5 separate regions of the Mus musculus genome follow, and all the other regions are linked to region 2. Evidence: chromatin contacts called from public HiChIP or PLAC-seq and promoter capture Hi-C data. All regions are on one chromosome and are shown on one strand. The core of a region is the stretch at or near the end of the contact, and the rest is flanking DNA. Distances in the headings are between cores, read along the strand shown. Region 1 has its middle 18 kb from the start of Elfn1. Region 2 holds the start of Mrm2 (mitochondrial rRNA methyltransferase 2). Region 3 overlaps Elfn1 (leucine rich repeat and fibronectin type III, extracellular 1). Region 4 overlaps Mad1l1 (MAD1 mitotic arrest deficient 1-like 1). Region 5 overlaps Elfn1 (leucine rich repeat and fibronectin type III, extracellular 1).

The links. Promoter capture Hi-C pulls out the DNA fragments that hold promoters and counts their contacts. HiChIP or PLAC-seq counts read pairs in DNA pulled down with a chosen protein or histone mark.
Region 1: a contact with region 2 is called in a promoter capture Hi-C map of pre-B cells, with 4 times the contacts expected there. The contact joins the enhancer-like site here to the promoter of Mrm2 in region 2. A contact is called at or near these places in 19 of 39 promoter capture datasets (the 3T3-L1 cell line, 3T3-L1-derived adipocytes, the C10 cell line and 11 more), 24 of 115 datasets of contacts at active chromatin or transcription factors (the 230-238 cell line, the NIH/3T3 cell line, astrocytes and 14 more) and 2 of 9 other capture datasets (adipose tissue and embryonic stem cells).
Region 3: an H3K4me3 HiChIP or PLAC-seq map of embryonic basal ganglia shows a contact between it and region 2, with 3 times the contacts expected there. The contact joins the enhancer-like site here to the promoter of Mrm2 in region 2. A contact is called at or near these places in 19 of 39 promoter capture datasets (the 3T3-L1 cell line, 3T3-L1-derived adipocytes, the C10 cell line and 10 more), 1 of 484 Hi-C or Micro-C datasets (CD4 T cells), 28 of 115 datasets of contacts at active chromatin or transcription factors (the 230-238 cell line, bone marrow-derived macrophages, craniofacial prominence and 14 more) and 3 of 9 other capture datasets (adipose tissue, embryonic stem cells and liver).
Region 4: a promoter capture Hi-C map of 3T3-L1-derived adipocytes shows a contact between it and region 2, with 4 times the contacts expected there. The contact joins the enhancer-like site here to the promoter of Mrm2 in region 2. A contact is called at or near these places in 5 of 39 promoter capture datasets (the 3T3-L1 cell line, 3T3-L1-derived adipocytes, liver and 2 more), 1 of 484 Hi-C or Micro-C datasets (the HL-1 cell line), 4 of 115 datasets of contacts at active chromatin or transcription factors (bone marrow-derived macrophages, embryonic limb bud and embryonic stem cells) and 2 of 9 other capture datasets (embryonic stem cells and liver).
Region 5: a contact with region 2 is called in an H3K4me3 HiChIP or PLAC-seq map of stem cell-derived neural progenitor cells, with 19 read pairs. The contact joins the enhancer-like site here to the promoter of Mrm2 in region 2. A contact is called at or near these places in 19 of 39 promoter capture datasets (the 3T3-L1 cell line, 3T3-L1-derived adipocytes, the C10 cell line and 11 more), 13 of 115 datasets of contacts at active chromatin or transcription factors (T-cell acute lymphoblastic leukemia, bone marrow-derived macrophages, embryonic basal ganglia and 6 more) and 2 of 9 other capture datasets (adipose tissue and pancreatic islet).

Annotation. Positions count from the first base shown.
Region 1 is chr5:139,887,886-139,891,666 of GRCm38.p6, forward strand. No RefSeq gene overlaps it. Among named protein-coding and RNA genes, the nearest start is that of Elfn1, 18 kb to the right of the region's middle. Within about 2 kb of position 1,761, at least 11 of the 459 cell types and tissues checked have an H3K27ac peak or open chromatin away from gene starts, as enhancers often do. A contact at or near this core is called in pre-B cells and pro-B cells, where this site is marked.
Region 2 is chr5:140,330,557-140,334,082 of GRCm38.p6, forward strand. Mrm2 (mitochondrial rRNA methyltransferase 2) reads right to left here and starts at 1,342. Exons shown (of 3, transcript NM_026510.1): 1 at 1,297-1,342; 2 at 424-713. The coding sequence starts at 1,304. Nudt1 (nudix (nucleoside diphosphate linked moiety X)-type motif 1) reads left to right here and starts at 1,304. Exons shown (of 5, transcript NM_008637.2): 1 at 1,304-1,399; 2 at 1,867-1,917.
Region 3 is chr5:139,930,470-139,933,769 of GRCm38.p6, forward strand. The region is part of intron 1 of Elfn1 (leucine rich repeat and fibronectin type III, extracellular 1); the gene reads left to right. Among named protein-coding and RNA genes, the nearest start is that of Elfn1, 24 kb to the left of the region's middle. Within about 2 kb of position 1,677, at least 149 of the 459 cell types and tissues checked have an H3K27ac peak or open chromatin away from gene starts, as enhancers often do. A contact at or near this core is called in craniofacial prominence, differentiating embryonic stem cells, embryonic basal ganglia and 5 more, where this site is marked.
Region 4 is chr5:140,022,038-140,025,815 of GRCm38.p6, forward strand. The region is part of intron 17 of Mad1l1 (MAD1 mitotic arrest deficient 1-like 1); the gene reads right to left. Among named protein-coding and RNA genes, the nearest start is that of Gm30492, 72 kb to the right of the region's middle. Within about 2 kb of position 2,399, at least 91 of the 459 cell types and tissues checked have an H3K27ac peak or open chromatin away from gene starts, as enhancers often do. A contact at or near this core is called in 3T3-L1-derived adipocytes and neural stem cells, where this site is marked.
Region 5 is chr5:139,968,208-139,971,912 of GRCm38.p6, forward strand. Elfn1 (leucine rich repeat and fibronectin type III, extracellular 1) reads left to right here. Exons shown (of 2, transcript NM_001384186.1): 2 at 2,771-3,705. The coding sequence starts at 3,036. Among named protein-coding and RNA genes, the nearest start is that of Elfn1, 62 kb to the left of the region's middle. Within about 2 kb of position 2,179, at least 31 of the 459 cell types and tissues checked have an H3K27ac peak or open chromatin away from gene starts, as enhancers often do. A contact at or near this core is called in neural stem cells and stem cell-derived neural progenitor cells, where this site is marked.

The DNA of each region.
Region 1 (3,781 bases), core at 511-3,010, 440 kb before region 2:
GTATTGGTCCAGGACATGACAATACCAGATCGATCAGAGTCAGCGACTCATTGTTAGACAGTGGTCAGAGGCAGCCGCACTATCTTGATGATGGGAAATGCTTCCCTGTGATTTGTGTTTCCCTCCGGCCAGCTAGCTCATCCCCCATTCACCTCTCCTCTCTGGGAGCATCCGTGACTGTCCACACCCCAGGATGTCTAGGCTGGGCTCTTCCAGGTCAACTGGAGTCCCTAGAGCATCCCTCACATCTGTCCCAGGATTTTCTATGCGCTACAGATCTTCATATCCTATAGAGGCAGGCATGGAGGCTCAGGGGAGAAATAGATTACCAGTGACACCCAGCAGGGCTTGGAGGGCACCTTGGCCTTTTGCCCAGCACAGTGGTCCCCGTTTTTGTAAACCATGATCACTTCCAGAAAAGGGACTTGGGGGCTTGATCTGGGCCTCAGGCCATAAGCAAGGATTGCCTTCACCATCAGAGTGGTGAGGGATGGGGGCAGGGAAAGGCGAGGCGCAGGCACAGGTCTGCACCTGCCTGACTCCAGCCTTCACCCTGAGCTTCTTATAAACAGGGTATGGACCCCTGCCTCCTGGGGTGCAAAGGTCACGGTGAGAAAAGGTAGAGGCATTATCACCCCCAAAATTCTCTGGGTGCTGAGTGAGCGAATTTGTGGGGGGACCCCCAGGATCTGTCCTAAAAGCAAGAGACCCTGTGCCCCTCAGCTGAGCCCCTCTGCTTCTGACTGTCTCAGCCTGGCCCCCTGCCCAGGTCTCCAACTAAACAAGTTTAAGTCCTGAAGAGTCACTGGATGCATAAAGTTGGTCGGGGAGAAAAAAAATCTGGATATAAATAAGTATTCCTGGGGCACTCCACCTCCTGCAGGCATGAACTTTGAATAATTGGAGAGAATTATGCCGAGGACTAATCAAAACTTTTTTTTTCCACTTGCTAATTACCTCTGGGCTTCATCAGTGTCAGAGTCTAATCAACTCCAGACATCTTAATTGACCCTTGGGAAATGCTAGAACCGGAGGGCTTTGGTGTCACAGTGAGGGGGGCTGGGAGCAGGGAGGCTGGGGTCCTGGCTGGAGCCACCTTGGCCTGGGGAGGGGGCTGGGGCTGGGGTGGGGCAGGGCAAGCTGCTGACTCTGATCACTGGGGAAGAAGCCTTGCCCTGTCCTGCAGGCCCTCGGATGCAATCTTCCACATCCGCTGTGGGTATTAGCCATCGAATGGATGGAGTTCAGGTAGGGTTTGTTCCGGGTGGTCCTGGGGGGTCCAGAGGACATTAAAAATAGGCACTGGTCTGGGTAGCTCTGGGATTCTCCACTTGATGGATCAGGGGCAGCCCTGGCTGTCTGCAGGTGGAAAGGGAGTTTGATTTTTTTTTTCCCCTGAATTAAGTCATTTGCACAGGATGAAAGATCTCTCTTCTAAGAACAGAATTCAGCCCTGGGAAGAAACCCCGGGAGGCAGAGTCCTGGGAAGCGGGTAGGCTTGGGGAAGTGGAGAAATCTGCTCTGGCAGGCGAGGCAAGGACTTGGTCGGGGAGGGAGAGAAGAGCGAGCCCTGTGTAGGTGGTGGGGTCCAGAAATGGCTCTGTCCCGGGAAGTCTCTCTCGTCCTCTCTGTCCCCTGCCTCCTTCCTGCCGTCTGTCTGCTTTTCTCCTCATTTTCTCACCTCCCCATCTGTCCCCACCTTCCTCTTTGCTCTCTCCATCTGTCTCTTGTAGGGTCTCCAGGGAGGCTGCGGAGAGGGGGCAGCGAGGCTGCTCTGGGTACACAGCTGGGCTTGTGGGACCTTCGGTGGCTGCTGTCACCCTGGGACTGGCTGGGTGGTCCTTCATAGTGCTCTCTGTGGTCCCCCATCAGGGGAAAAGGCCCAGGTACTTCCTTATGCTAAATATTTCATTTAAGCTGGTATTTCAGCTATTGCCTGTGAGTCTCAGTAGTCTTAGAGAAAGAGAGCTCTTTGTGTAAGGACTAGTCCGCCATAGCTCCAGTCGGCCAGGACCAGGGTCATTTATTTAGTATGGTTAGGAGGATGTCCTTGACCTCAGTACAAAGAGAACTCAGGGTATTCTTGGGGACTATTTAGTTTTGTGGTACTGCTGATGGAAATCAGGGCCTGTAGCATTCTAGCGTTGCTGAGCCACGCCCCTAGCCCCTCACAGGGGGATTCTAGGCAGGGGCTCTACCACTGGGTCACACCCCACCCCCTCATTGGGGGATTCTAGGCAGGGGTTCTACCACTGAGCCACGCCCCCAGCCCCTCACTGGGGGATTCTAGGCAGGGGCTCTACCACTGGGCCACGCCCCCAGCCCCTCACTGGGGGATTCTAGGCAGGGGCTCTACCACTGAGCCACGCCCCCAGCCCCTCACTAGGGGATTCTAGATGCATGTTCTACCGCTGAGCTATGCTCCTAGCCCTCTATTTTAAGTCGAAGTCTCTCAGTTGTCCCCGCAGATGTGGAACTAACACTATAGCCTAGTCTGGTCCTAATCTTATAATCCTCCTGTCTCAGCCTACTCTGAGTAGCTGTGAGTCGGTCTGAGACATCAGTTCTTGCTTTTCTTCTTCTGTCTGTTTGGTATTGAGTCTTAGTACCCACTGTGCTTTGGGAGTATACTCCAACTACAGCCCCACACTGTGGACACAGTGAGAACTATTCAGTGTCTGGTGCTTGTTGTATGTGGTGGGGTTGCTCAGACAGGAATGGAGCCTGCTTGGGCCAGTGTCCTGGTGGACACACACAGGATGCTCTGAGTTCAGCCCCTACCATGGGAGGGATTCCCTGCACCCAAGGGTCTGTCTGCTGTAACACAGGGACCCTATCTTTGAACAGCACAGACCCTCCCCCGCACCGGGCCTCAGCCCCCTGGATGGACCAGTTTAGCCTCTTTGGTCAGCAGGAGCCATCCATCTCCTCTCCGTGATAGATGATCTGTCCGTTTTTGTTTTTTGTTTTTTTTTCTGCCCGCCGCTCTTGCTATTTCAGGGGCAGAGTAATGTTTATCGGTTCCCAGGGCAGTGCCACCCTCCCTCTGCCCGCCCTCCCACTCACCCTCCTTCCCTGCATGTTAGGGTTACTCTCCGTGGTCTCAGGCAAGTCGCGAGCTATTTTCATTTTCTTAATTTGCAGTCTCAATTTTTTTTTTTTTGAGTGTTTCGGGGAGGGCCTCTGGAACGAGGCAGACATTTTCCTGGTGAACTTTTTGTAAAAATAAAACCCATCTTTTATGATTATTTTCCTCCTCACTCACTTGTCCACCTCTGCGTTTGGTTCCTTATCAGGGTGACTTCCCTTGTCCTCTCCCGGCCCTGACTCTTAGCCACAATGATACACACAGGGATGGGGGATTCTTAGCCTCAGGGTTGGCTTGGAGAACCTAAAGCCCTTCTGCACCTCCATATCGTATCGTTCCCCCAGCCCTGCCTCCTCCTGGACTCTTCCCAGCACCTCCCCTGGCAAGCCTTCCCTCTAGGGTGTGTGTGAGGCCATTTTATCTCAAGTTACAGTCTCCCCATCTTTGTATAGACACAAACTTAGGACTGTTGATCAGTCATTCATTCAGCAAGCACTCCCTGAGAGATTCCTTTTCTTGTGTATATGCATGTAGTGTGTTTTTGCACATGTGTGTGTGGGTGCCTCTGCTCATGAGTTCGTGAGTCTGTGCATGCGTATGTTTGTGTGTGAGTGTGTGTGTGAGAGTATGAGTGTGTGAGTGTGTGTGAGCGAGTGTGTGTGAGTGTGAGTATATGTGAGTGTGTATGAGAGT
Region 2 (3,526 bases), core at 92-2,591:
TCTCCCGTCCACAGTGTAAATCCTGGGGCGAGAACTCAAGCTTGTCAGCCTTACCGGCATGCACCATTCAACCACCAAGCCAGTGGGTCACAGCCCAGAGTGAGAACCACTGCTGACTAACCCATCTTCATAGCATCACCACCACCCTGTGCTCCCTTCCCAACCCCCTACCTCTGCCCTTTTTTTTTTCTCTAGTACAGACATACCATGTAGCTGGGATGACCCTGAACTTCTAATCCTGCCTCCACCTCGTAGGCCTGCGGGGCCTGACTTTACTTAGCAGCTGTGTCCTGTACCCAGCCTGTGTCGTATTTCTGTAACTCTCATCTCTAAACCTACTTAGAAAGAGCCTCAAACAATGTCTCTAGGTAAGAGCTGCTCACTAGCAGTAGTCAGAGGAGCTGGGAGTCCAGCAGGTCCCACCTGCGCCTGTGGCATTGACGCGCTGCACTGCCACCTGACTCCAGGCTCCCGGAGCTGCCCCGCAGTCCAGCACCCGGAGACCGGGCCTCAGGATCTGATGCTTCTCATTCATCTCCAGGAGTTTGAAGGCACTGCGGCAGCGGTAACTCTCCACCTTTGCGGCCTTCACAAACGGATCCTTTAGATGCCGCGTGAGCCACAGGTGCTCAGCGCCGGTCCGGCCCCTGTAGTGACACACTGCTGTGTGTAACCTCCGAACCTTAAGGGGAACGCCTACCAGCTTCAGATGCCTGAAATGACGAAAAAAGAGTTAGCGGGTGGGCATTACACAGAGAGGCAAGAAAGTCTTGGTTCAACCTTTTTGTTTCTGCATATGTATGTGCGATATGCATGCACGCATGTGTATTAGCATGTATGTGCACATGTGTCTGCCTGTGTATGGGGGTCCAAAGTAGAGAAGGGACGTCCCCTTCGCTTGCTCTCTACCTTATGTATTGATGTAAGGTCGCCAACCTGCCAGTCTATCTCGCCAGCTTTCTCCAGGGACCCCTTTTCTCTGCCTCCCCAGCACTGGGGTTACATTTGGTCAGCACACATGTCCAGTATTTTGTAGGCTCTGGGGATCCGAACCCCAATCCTCCCGAATGCACAGCTTTATCCACGGAGCCCATACACCTATTTCTATGTTGCAAGCCTCACTCACTCACGTCTGTACATGAATAAACATCGTACACCCGTGTCCCGCTCCCCGGGACGGAGGTCGCCAGCACCCCTCTGCAACACAATTCACTGAGCTCCCTACTACTGTCATCCACTCCGTTCCTGTATGCAAAGACGTCCTTTTAGCGCAGGCAGACGCCGTAACTCACTCACCCGGCCATTGCTGCTTGCTGGTGGTTTCCTCCCGCCGCCGGAAGTCCCGCCCTCGCTTCCAACGCGAGGCTCCGCCCCGGGAAACTTTGGCTGGGGCGCGAAGGTATGGATGGTCCCGGGCGAATGAGATCTGGGTGCGGGAGAGACGCTGGAGGTCGGGAGTGGGGTGCCAGGGAAAATCTGGGGAGAGAAGGGGTAGAAGGACTAGAGAGCAGCTTCAAACCCACCAGGAAAACTGGGGTACTGGGCAGGCCTGAGGTCGGGAAGACCAGGGAAACTACAGAGAGTAGGGAGCAGAAATGAGAGGGAGAGGGGACCTGGGCGGTAAGCTGATGCATGGGCAGTTTGCAGCCTGTCTGTACCGGCCATAGCCCCTGGGAGGGGAGGCTAGGGAACGGCATTTGCAGAGTGCCCCCTGCAGGCAGGTTCTGGGCTCTGCACTCCATGTGCATTGTCTCCAACACCTGCAACACTTGACCTCAATTCAGACCAAAGGTTGTCCAAAGTTCCCTGACACACATCCGATTTACCACCTATCACAGCTACCAGGACACCCTTGTTTGCTTCTAGGCTCTGCCATTTGACCTCGGAGCACTAGTTTTCGCCTCAGAAACGAAGAAAGTAAGTCTTAAACTCTGTTCTTAGTCTTTTTTTTTTTTTTTTTACTTTTTTTATTAGGTATTTTCCTCATTTACATTTCCAATGCTATCCCAAAAGTCCCTCATACCCTCCCCCCCACTCCCCTACCCACCCACTCCCATTTCCATTGCAAAGGGAAACAGTATGGGGACTCTGTTTGAAGCAATGCCAATCAACAGAGCCATAGCCACACCCATTCTACCTGATTCCAATCTATGTCCTCACTGCTCATTTCACTGAGACAAGGAGCTGAGCACGCTGGTGCACGCCTGTCATTCTACACTCAGGTGGTTGAGCGGGAAGATTGTGAGTTTAAGTCCAGAATGGAGAACATGGCACAACTCTGTCTCGTTTAAAATCCTTGCAAAACAAATCACTCATCTGTATGGAATGTGAGGACATTTGTCATCACTCCCTACATGAAAACAATTTACATAGTTTGCATGTAAAGTGGGCCGGAGGATGTCTGTAAGTTACAGGCAAATATGCCATTTCAAAGAAGTGATTTCATCATACTTTAATCCCAGTATCCATGGAAGGGTAAGGTATCCTGGTATCTGTGGATATGAAAGATATCCTGTGGATATCCTGTGGCTATGAAAGACAGCTGTATACAGCCGGTGCTTAATAAGAGATGGCTGACTTTGCTGAGTCAGGAAGCCAGAGGCTCAGGCACAGGCAAGTCAGAACACAGGCCAATGCTAAGCCCACTTCTTCTCCTGACTTACCTCAGCACCAGGCCTAAGCTTCCGGGTCCCTTTTCTTTCCCTTTCTTCTTATTCTGTTTTTAAATTTTAACTTATATTGTGCACATATAGGGTTGTTGGATTTTTTTATTCGAGAACGTATAGGGTTTTAAAAATATTTATTTTGGGGGGCTGGTGAGATGGCTCAGCGGTTAGGAGCGCTGACTGCTCTTCCAAAGGTCCTGAGTTCAAATCCCAGCAACCACATGGTGGCTCACAACCATCCGTAATGAGATCTGATGCCCTCTTCTGGAGTGTCTGAAGACAGCTACAGTGTATATAATAAACAAACAAACAAACAAATAAATATTTTAAAAAACCATCCAGAGGTGGTGTATAGCTTTTAAAAAATATTTATTTTTTATGTTCATTGATGCTTTGCCTCCATGTATGTTTGTGTAGGGGGCCATATCCCCAGGAGCTAGAATTACAGACAATTGCAAGCCACCATGTGGTTGCTGGGAATTGAACTTGGTGCCCCTGGAGGAGCAGCCAGTGCTCTTAACCACTGAGCAGCCATCTCTCCAGCTGGAATACAGGAGTTTTGTTAACATTTATACTATATGTGTGCCTGGTACCCAAAGACGCCAGAAGAGGGCATCAGAACAGAGTTAGACAGTCGTGAGCCACCATGTGGATGCTAGAAATGGAACCACAGTCCTCTGCAAGAGCAGCTAGTCCTCCTAACCACTGCCATCTCTCCAGCCCTTGTTCAAGTTCCTTTTCTTATACACTGCAGCCTCTTAGGAGGGTCCCAGTTTCTGTATACTGCCTTAGCCAGTTGAGGCCTAGGAAACAATAAAATAAGACGCTTTGTCTGGGGGCTGGAGAGATGGCTCAGTACT
Region 3 (3,300 bases), core at 427-2,926, 400 kb before region 2:
CTGAGTCTTGACCTCAGACAAGTCAGTTCTTGATTCTGGGCCTCAAGTTTCCCCATGTCTACCAATGCCTTTGCTCTTTAAAAAAAAAAAAAAAAAATCTCATGTAGCCCAGGCTACCCCAAACTCCTTAAGTACCTTGGGATAGCTTTCTGAGTGCTATATGATAGGCATTGTTATTACACTGGGTTTATGTGGTGCTGGGAATAGAACCCAGGCCTTCATTGCTTGCTGGGGGAACCCTCTCCCAGCTGAGCCCCATTGCCTCCCCCACCCTCAGAGGTGGAAACTGGTTATGAGCTGCCTCTTAAGGACCCTTCAGCTTCTTAAAGAGTGTGTTCTAGCCACCCCCCGCCCTTTATGCAGGGGACCCCAAGGTCTGAATAGCATCAGCCGGCACTCCTGCATGGGCTAGGTTTTCCAGGGCTTTCAGCATGGTGAGGGCTGTAGGCACAGGTTGGGCTGCCGGGAGGTTTGAGGTTTCCCTTAGTCTTAGACACTCATTCATTGTCCGTCCTCGGGGCCAGGAGGAGGGACTGGGCTGGGAAGAGGAGGAGGCTCATTTGCATGGAGTCTCAAAGAGACAGCCAAGAAAAATCAGAGCTAATCATTAGAGGCGGCTGTGGCCACGGGGCTCTAAATTGTATTAGGAGGCTTCTGGTCTTCATTGAATGTATCAGATGCAAAGACAGAGGCAGGAAGCGCTGGGCGGTGACCTGCCTGCCTGCCTGCCTGCCTGCCCGCCCCCGCGGCTGCTTCCTCTGGCTGGAAGCTGGGGGGAGGGCTCTAGAGGGCCCTCTAGAGCCCTCCCCCCAACGCCTGCTTCTCAACCCCCAGCAGCTCCTGTAAGATTTTTCTCAGGGCTCTGTGACCTTGGTCGAGTTACTTTCCTTCTCTGGGCTTGTTTCCTTAATTAGAAGCTAGGAAGGCTGGTTTCCCGAGCGAGCGCCAGAGCTGAAGGAAGTAGAAGCCCAGGAGGGGTCTGAGCCGATCGAGGCTACGGGCAGAGCAAAGATGCTTGTGAGGCCCTGTGTGGCCTCCCTGTCTGCACCATGCAGGCTGGACGATTTACTCTGAACCTCAGTTTTGTTGTCTAGGCAATGGGTAGAGCACAGCATTAACCCAGCACGGTGGCACTTGCCTGTCATCCCAGCACTCATGATGGAGAGGGTACTTGGGAGGTCACCGTGGACTCTCCTTGGGGGTACATAGAGTACCCAGGAAGTGATCTAGAAGCAGACTCCCTTCTGGGGGGTCTGGCTTGGAGCAGGTGTGGCTTCCTCTTCCTTGTGGGGTTCCAGAAACTTCAGAGATGTGGCATCCAGGTTTGGAGGTGGTTATGGCTGGAGGGTTTTTTCCGAATCCAGGGGAGCCTGACTGTGTCGAAGTGATGTGTCCTGAGGAGGTTCCAGGGAGGCCTGTATCCTCTGTCTGGGCAGATGCATCGGCCTTGGGTGCCAAAGGCTGGTAGGGCCCCAGAGTTATGTGCCCAGCCTGCAAGTGTGTGCCGGGGGAGCCACATCTTTCGTGAGGGCACAAACACGTGTGCTAGCAGACCCTGTGCAGAGTGTGCATATCTGTAGTTATACAGTCACCCGGTGGGGCCGCTATACCCGTATGACCATGGAGAGAGTCAAATATCCACGGATGTGTGCTTCCCCATCCCGTGTGCTCGAGCGCAGCTGTGTGCACCCCGCACTTGCTCCCCCCTGCTCGTCCCCATGGCAACCCCAGCAGTGTGTCCTGGTGAGGCATAGAGCAGGTGTCGGGAGATCTCTGCTGGTGCTAGGGAGTTACAAGGGAGGGGCTCCCCAGAGTGGGCAGGGCCGTCTGGGGTTCTTGGGCAGAGGCTTTGGGTTTAGGAGAATCTTCTGGAAGCCCCTAACTGTGATTCCTACAGGATGAGTCACAGGCCCGTCTGGTCAGGATTTAGTTCTGTGTGGTCCTTGATGACAGATCAGCAGCATGTTGGGGGGGGGGGGGCTCATTCCCATTTTCTGGGAAGGTAAACTGAGTCCTCAAGCTGCTGACCCTGGATCCTCAGGCAGCCCAGGAGAACATGGGTTCCTTACTCTTCCTCTCCCACCTTCATGGAGAGAGAGGAAGTGGTTCTGCCCCACCCCCCACCCCCCTGCTCCTGTTCCAGGCATGGGTGGAGTGGGTGGAGCCCTTGCCTTAAAACCCAGCTACCCAGTGGTTCAATGATTCTTTTGCCATTTGGCTGATTGCTGGAGAACTCTGTCTTGAGACCTATGGCTCAGGCGCTCCCCACCCGCATGTGAAGTCATCCAGCTCGGGCTGGCAGGGTTCCCATGGCAACAGCAGTGACGTCACAAAGGCTGGAGGAGGAGAGCTGGAGGGAGGTGTGGGGTGAGGCCAAGGAGGGGATTCCTGGCTTCTCTCCTGCTCTGACCACTTGTTACCGAGCAGGCACAAGCCAGTGACACTGGGAATAGGTCCTGAATGTTCCCCCACAGCCCTCAGAGATAGACGGAGTTAGGGACACCCTCCTGTCCAGGTGCCAAGTCCCTTTGGGAGTGAGGAGGTGGGCGTGAGCCTCAGAAGCATAGATGTCACGGTCACCTGGCCTGATTAACTAGCTGCTCTTGCCAAACTTTGAGTGACAGCCTTCAAGGGCCTATGACTGTGCAGGTCACCGCCATCTGTCCCTGTGGGGATGGGGGATCTGTACCTGAGTTTCTTGCTTCGTTTTTATTACGTGCGTGTGAGTGTGTATGTGCACGCTCATGCTTGCACTTGGGCACATATCATGGTGAGCCTGTGGAGGTCAGAGGACAGCTCCCAAGCTTCAGTTGTCAGTTCTCTCTCCTTCCATCGCACTGGGTCCTGAGATCAAACTCAGGCTTGGTGGCAAGTGCTTTTCCCTGCTGAGCCTTCTCTCCAGCTGCTCTCTCACCTTTAAGGCACCTTTGTAGCCCAGGCTTGCTCAGCGGAGGATAACCTTAAACTTCTGATCCTCCTGCCTCTACCTCCCAAGTGCTGGGATTGCAGTGTCCGCCATCAGGCTGGGTCTATGCAGTCCTAGGCGTGGAACCCAGGAAGGAGTTCATATATGTTAGGTAAGCAGTCTGTCACTGAGCCACGTCCCCAGCCTGTACTGGAGTCTCTTGGTCTCTCCTTTAACTTGATTGACTGCCAAGAGGTGCTCAGTCAAGCTCTACATATCCACAATGGCAGCACTGGGACCACAGAGCGCCCCCTGCTGGGCGGGGACAAACCAGCTTTCTGCTCTGGCGGAGTTGAGCATAGCCAGAGCTATATATAGAAAGGCACAGGTCTGTA
Region 4 (3,778 bases), core at 1,149-3,648, 310 kb before region 2:
TGTGAATGACACGACTTTCAGAGGTAAATCTCTGAAGGCTTGGAGGGGCGAGGACGCGCTCTCCTCGCTGTGTGTCTCACTCGCCTGAAGTCTGACATGTGGCAGAGTGGCCCCAGTGGGACAGGCCACTTGCTTCTCAGAAAATGGCTGGGAAGTTCCTCACACACACCCTGCTGGTGCCTGGCCCAGGACTGGGCTGTTCTGTCCTACTTCAGACTCATCCAGTGCCTCTGCTGGGAGTTCTCAAGCAGACGAACTAACAAGGCAGCTGCCTGGCCTTCCTGACAGCCGTGGGCACCGTGAGATGAAGGCCACAAAGTCTCCATCACTCACCATACTGAATCCACCTCTGTGCAGACCCTTCTAGGCTGGCTGCATCGAGGACTGACGGACGTCCATCTAGTTCCCACCACATGGACCGGTGGCATCTAGCAGGGCATCCAGTCAATAACTGTTTTCAGAGATGTGCTGCCCATGGCAACCTCTTCCCAAGGAGGAATCCAGAATAGTGAGGCTGCTCAGAAGGTCTAAGGTTCAAAGGTGCCTATGCTACCAGAAACCACTGCCCCACTGCCCCACCTCAGGCAGGCCTGCTGGAGGCTCTGGCAGGGCAGGGGCTTCTGGTAGAAGTCAACTTCCCCAACCACCTACAGTAGAGACTGGCTGGAGGGAGAAGTCTATTCATAGGAATGTCCCCAGCACCGCAAAAGGTAGTACTCATCTTGGACACTGTTATGTCAGGTGACTTAGCCCTCTTGTGAGTCACAGGTGCTTCCTGGCTGAGGACATCCCAGGGACCCTGGCCACCCTAGCATGTCTGCCTGTCTCTGTGTGGACTGCTCACTTACCCTTGGTGTTGGCATCAACTGCAAGCTGCCTTGCTTTTCATCTTTCACTGGCCCTGAAAGTCGATCATGAAAGAGAATTTTCTTTCTTGTTTTTTAATTAGACTCGGTAACATCACCAAGCTGTGAGCTTACGGCTTTGTAGATCTTGTGTTTCTGACAGTAATTACTCACTGAGGCTTTCCAGCTCCAGTTCAACTCAGCAACTGCCCTGCCAGTAATTAAGAGAGATGAGGCAACGGATTCTGGGATCCACATGCAGCCCTTCCCACCTGGCTCCCGGCTTCCTCTGGCTGAAGCCCTGCATGGGCAAGCTTCCGGGTTACAGCCCTGAGGGGTGGCTCTGCTCTCTACTCAGGATCTGTATGGCTATCTTGCAATTGCTGGAAGAAAGACCCCAGGGTACTGGGTGCCTGTTCCTTGCCATCTCTAGGCGAGCACCTTCAGGAATGATTGAGGAGGGATGCATGTCCTCCGTGCCAGAAAGATCCATCAAAGTATCTTCTTTAGGTCCTTCCCAATCCATCTCCGCCACATGTCCAATACTCTTGTGCCCTCAGAGGGTGGCAATGGACCCTGCCTCAGATCTTCCCTTCTCCCTCTGCTCATGGGCTCCTTGAAAGTGCAGGGCACATCCAGGACCCTCTAGGACATAGAACAGGGCAGAGTCCATGGATCAAATGCTACATGCACACGTGCAGGTCACTTGTCCATGATCACTTCCCATGGCTTAGCTTGCAGACCAACTCAGTGCCTCCTCCTCTGGGTGAGAGAGAGCTAGCTAGCTGAAAGTTCCAATGTCAAGGGAAAGCAAGACTAGTGTGAGACTCAAGGGAGAAGCTCGCCCCTAGGGCTGAGTTACATAGAGATGGTGGATGAAAATGGCTACTGGACTGCTTAGGGAAGCAGGGTCCATGAAGAGGAGTGCCCCTTCCTGCCCTGGCTGTTTTATTCAAGAGTCTCTGACGGTACAGTTTCTGTGTGGAGAGTCTGGTAGCATCAGCTGCCCGTGCTGCTGGCTGCTTTCGCTTTGGGGCTGAGGTTCTCTGATTGTGGATATTCACTGATGCTGCAGAGTAACACTCCCTTCTCGGGAACACTCAATTGAAACCGGCCCAGGGGACTGTGGCAGGAAGCCCAGAGGGGGTCAGGGCCTACATGGCCACACGGTAGCTCCATGACTGTGTGAGTGGGCAGGCTCCATCAGCTGGCCCACCTCTGACTGTGCCAGGGCTTCCTTAAATACAATTGGTTAGTCACAGTTTAGTGTTCTTTATTGTAAGCTATTTTGAGAGGCAATTAAAACATCCCACTGCCAAAGTGCATGTCTCCTACAGGGAGTCCTAATATGAAGGAGTCAAAAACAAAGATTGGGGAGGAGACCCAGGCTCCAGGCTCATTTTTGAAATGGCAGGCTTTGTCCTGGTCCAGTCTTCTTAGAGAGTGCCAGCAAGACTCTGCTGGGCTGAGGCCAGGGCTCACAGAGCAGGAGAGCTAAGTCATTCTTTACCCAGAGGCCATGGCCTCATGACACTGATCTGCCCCTCCCTCCTGCTGAGCTCAGCACAGTTGAAGCCTTTGGCCAGGACCAGTGAGTGAGTGAGTGTAGGTGAGAGAGGAACACAGAGGAGGTCCGTTCTTTTGTAAGAGGACTGAGCCCACAAAGTCAATGGGACTGGTGTGAGGGAGGGTGGCCAGGAGGGCATGTTGGACTGTTCACAGCCATTTATGTCTTTGTTGGGATTAAAAGGCGATTTTAGAAAGTAGCCAGCAATTTTAGAGGTGTCTCATCCAGTGTCACTGAGCCTCCTACAGGGTGGACCCAGCTTGACACACATCTAGACATGCTCCCAGGGAACACAGCTTTCCCATGACCCCAGCCTTTTGACATCTGTGAGCAATGGAGAGGTCTGTGGTTGACAGAGCACAGTGGTTTGTGACTTTGTGCTTTACAGGGTAGAGATGGGTGGCCAGGAGGATCTCAGATGGGAGGCTACCCACAGGACTCTAGGTGGGTATTTACAGCAGATCCTAGCCAGGAAGCTCCCACATAGCCCTCTCCTGAGGCTACCTTGTGGCCTTTCCTTGAGGGTCAGCATTGGAGGTACCAGACTTAAACCTCTTTCGAGGGACTTCCTCAGGCTGCATGGTGGGGAGGGGCCAGCTCATAGGCCCTACAGAGGCTGCTCATGATGAGCTCCACCAACTGTCTCAGAGCTTCCTCAGGGAGGTCAGGAACACAGGCTCAGGTGTGGGGAGACAATACCTGCCCAGGGTCTTGTCAGGACTGTGGAAGACAATGTGTAGCTGGCTGGTGAGCAGCCATGGTCATTTTACCTACCATCCCTATGAGGTGTGCCCTATAGGGTGAGGGCAGGCCCCAGGCATACTAACTCACAATAGGCACAGGGTCTACAAGCCCCTGGAGTTGAACAGCAGGAAAGGGGCTCTGCTTCCCTCCAGGGTCAGGCTCTACTCAGAGCCTCTTGCAGCCTTGCTGACTTGAGACAGGGCCCTAATGCAAAGTGAGCCCTGATCAGTCACATGCAAAGCACAGAATTCCAGTGCAGAAGAGGCCACTGTCTGACCTTGGCCAGCCTCAGGGACTTTGCCAGCCCCACCTCAGTTGGCTCAGAACTCAGCATGTGTGGTGACCTAGTGAATGGTGAGCCCAGCGCTCACCCATCTCCCATTCTCCACATGACACAAGAACCAGTCCTCCATTTCCAGGCCAATCACTTGCCCAATAGGCTTCATATCCGCAGGCTCCAGCCAGCCCTGAGGCTGCACTGGTAGCAACCAGTGCCACCTCTCCCTTGAGTAATGCAGAGTTTCAGGGGGAGATCAGAAGGTCACAAACCACTTTCAGGATGGGTGACTGATGCCACTTCATTAGTTCCTTTACTCCCAGGATTCTACAACTGACACACTGT
Region 5 (3,705 bases), core at 929-3,428, 360 kb before region 2:
CACACCCGGGCAGAGGAACCCTGACACGGAACATGGCCCGTTGCTGTCTGGTTCAGGTGATAGACTGAGCACAGTGCCTGGAAGTAGCCCCCTCATGCAGGGTCTACACACTGCCCTCCACCCTGGAGACTGGTTTGATGATTGAATTACTGAGTACAGAGTGAAAGGAGAGATGGGGGTATAGAAGTGGATGACAAAGAGAGATGCAGACCAGGGGGAATATGAATACGTGAGCTATGGAATGAGTGAGTGCATGGATGGAGGAGCTTGCATCCCATCCATCTCCCACTGGGACACTCACCCATCTAGGGCATATGTTCTGTTCCCCTGATAACGACTCCCCATGGTGGTCCCCTGGCCTCAGCACTCTGGGCTCCTCTTTCACCTAATTCTGTGTCCATGGCTCCGGGTGTCATGGGCCTGTCCTCTCAACCTGCCCTTGACCTAGACAGGAAGGGCCGATTCACTGTGACCCACAATGGGCCTTTCTTTCTGAGTCTCAGTTTCCCTGATCCTAAGCATGGAAGGAAACTTTTGCAGCCCGTGAGGCTGAGGTTGTGGGAGTCCCTGTAAGGCAGAGGCAACGTGAGAGGTGGATTCATCTTTCCTTACTTGAGGGACTGCTGACCAAGGTAGAGGGGACAGTCACGGAGTCCTGCCCATCCTGAAGACCCCGTCGCTGCTGACAAGCTTGGGTGTAGGATGGCAGACAACTATAGGAAGACTCAGATGGCCAGACCATGGCTGGCAGCAGGGTTCCTCGTACTCTGCCCTCATACAGCAGACCACCATCTGGCAGGCTCGGTCCAATGGGAGGTGATGGGGAGAGGGGGCTGTTTCCTATACTGAATCATAGCATAAACGGCTAGACTGCCGTGCATGGCGTGACGTGGTGACAAAGGAGTATGAAGGAGGCCAGAGGGGACAAAAGAGGACCTGGGGGTCCCCACTTAGCCTGTCCCATGTGTGTAGGTGAGCACAGGCATGCGTGCCTAGGAGGACAGAGGATTGCAAATGTCCGAGTGCACACCTGCAATTGTGTGCGTAGGAGGCTAGCACTCTGCAAGAGACACCGAGGCGCCTCTTTGGGCCTGTAATCCTTCTTAACTCGACTTTCAGTTATTTTGAGCAAGAGATTACAGCTGATTAAGATCTCTTGCCAGGCGCCACCCATCCCGGAGGCTGGGACAGAAAGGCTCTGCCCACCCGGGCCAGGGTGCTCAAGACAGACTCTACCAGCTCCGGCTTGAGCTTTCCTGTGCAGGGGAGGATCATGCCACCCCACTGTCCTATGTCCCCTTTCCAGCTCCGGTGCACAAGGCTCAAGCAGACCCTAAGCAACTGCACCCCAAGGTAGTACTTGGGTTCCTCTGGACCTCCAATCTGTCCACTTCATCTCTCTCTGTCAGAAATGGATTCCCTTGGGAGCCAGGTTCTGCTTATAGTGTTTGCAAAAAGGAAAAAAATATATATATATTCCCTCATTTTTGTCGCCTCAGTGCTGCCTAGTTTCAGCTGTCAATATTGGTGAAATACACTCTGCTGGCTGCTGGCCAGGCCACTGAGCAGTGACGGAGGCTGCTGTAAATCCCTGTATTAACAAGCTAACACTCATTTCTCCGTCCCACAAGTGGGCAGGGTGGGGAGCATGGTGTGAAGGACCCCAGTTCTACCATGAGGTCTCTTCCTGTCACCCCACAGTCCTATTCACATGTCATCTGGGCTCTGAGAATTGGGGAAGGGCACGGTCCTGGTGTACATGGCCAAGGGTGACATGAGGTAGAGAGGCCCAAGCATGTATGCAAATTTGGGGTGTGAGGTGTAGAGAGGTGGCCCTAGCCCTGGGAACCGGGTGATGTTTTTGTTAAGCTTAGAAATGACTTCTTTTTTGTTGTTGTTTTTAAATATTTTACATTTCTTTATTAATTGTATTTGTGTGGGGGCGTGGTCAGAGGACAACTTGTAGGAGCTGAATGGCTCCTTCCGCCATGTGGGCCCTGGGGATTGAACTCCGGTCATCAGGCTTGGCAGCAATCCCATTGATTTGCTGAGTCATCTTGCTGTCTCCCTCCATCCCAGAAGAACTTGGTAGAGCAGGCTGTTCCTCCTCCACTGCTACTCGGGGACAGCTTCAAGTCCTGCGTGCCACGTGGATGAATGGCCTCAGAGTTCAGCTAGCTGATTCATGAGGATGGTTCACTGGGCCACATGGCAGGAGCGTGCCAGGCCACTTCCCTGCCTGCCTCTTCTAGGGCAGAAAAAAGGTGATCTGCCTCAGGCCCGCGCATTGGCTGGGTGTTCGGCACCCCCTGCAGGCAGTTCTGAAGGTGCTGTGGCTGTCCCTTCTTGGGGAGAAGTGACTTCGAAGCGGTCCAAGGGGGCCGGGCAGAGAGCCAATAACTCAAAGAGATGGATGCCCTGCCCTTAGCCAGCTCTGCCACTCATTGCCTAAAGAACTCTGAGTCTCTTCTCTAGGCTGTTTCCCTGCGGATCTGAGGCTGTGCCTCCGTAACTGTGATACCTCTAAGCTGGCCACTCAAGGGGACATCTTGTCCACGTTGTACATGAAGAAACTGGACCTGAGGGAGGTCTGCTTTTCTTGATGATCTCAGACTCTCTCAGCCCAGCCTGATGATCTGGGACAAGCATGATGGTTTCTGTTTCACAGCAGACAGTGGTGGGTGGCTCAGCGGAATTCTTCAGTCAGTCACCCAGTGACTTTGGATGTGGTTTTTTTCTGTGACTTACTCTCTTCTCTTTTCTCTTGCAGCAGAGAGTACTTCAGGCAGAGGAACCGGGCGAAGCCACCAGGATACACAGGCCCATGGGAAAACAGGCTGTGGCCACCTTGGGACCGGGGAGGACGACAAAGGGCGGCGGGCAGTGAGGGAGCCATTCTCCCTCCCGACACCTGCGTCATGCAGCTTGGGACAGGACATCTCTGACAGTGCAGGCAGTGATCCATCCCACCCCTAAGTCCCCTGGGGGGGCCCACTGCCCAGCCCTCCCCCCATCCCCACAGGCAGTGTCCCGAGATGGCTGGGCACGGGTGGGGTACAGCGTGGGTACTTGTGGCAGCCGCCACGTTACTGCACGCGGGTGGGCTGGCCCAAGGTGACTGCTGGCTGATTGAGGGTGACAAAGGCTTCGTGTGGTTGGCCATCTGCAGCCAGAACCAGCCACCCTATGAGGCCATCCCCCAACAGATCAACAACACCATCGTGGACCTGCGGCTTAACGAGAACCGTATCCGCAGCGTGCAGTACGCCTCCCTGAGCCGCTTCGGAAACCTCACATACCTCAACCTCACCAAGAACGAGATCGGCTACATCGAGGACGGGGCCTTCTCCGGCCAGTTCAACCTCCAGGTGCTGCAGCTGGGCTACAACCGGCTGCGCAACCTCACGGAGGGCATGCTGCGGGGCCTGAGCAAGCTCGAGTACCTGTACCTACAGGCCAACCTCATCGAGGTGGTGATGGCCAGCGCCTTCTGGGAGTGTCCCAACATCGTCAACATAGATCTCTCCATGAATCGCATCCAGCAGCTGGGCAGCGGCACCTTCGCAGGCCTGACCAAGCTCTCGGTGTGTGAGATCTACAGCAACCCTTTCTACTGCTCCTGTGAGCTGCTGGGTTTCCTGCGCTGGCTGGCTGCCTTCACCAACGCCACACAGACCCATGACCGGGTGCAGTGTGAGTCTCCTC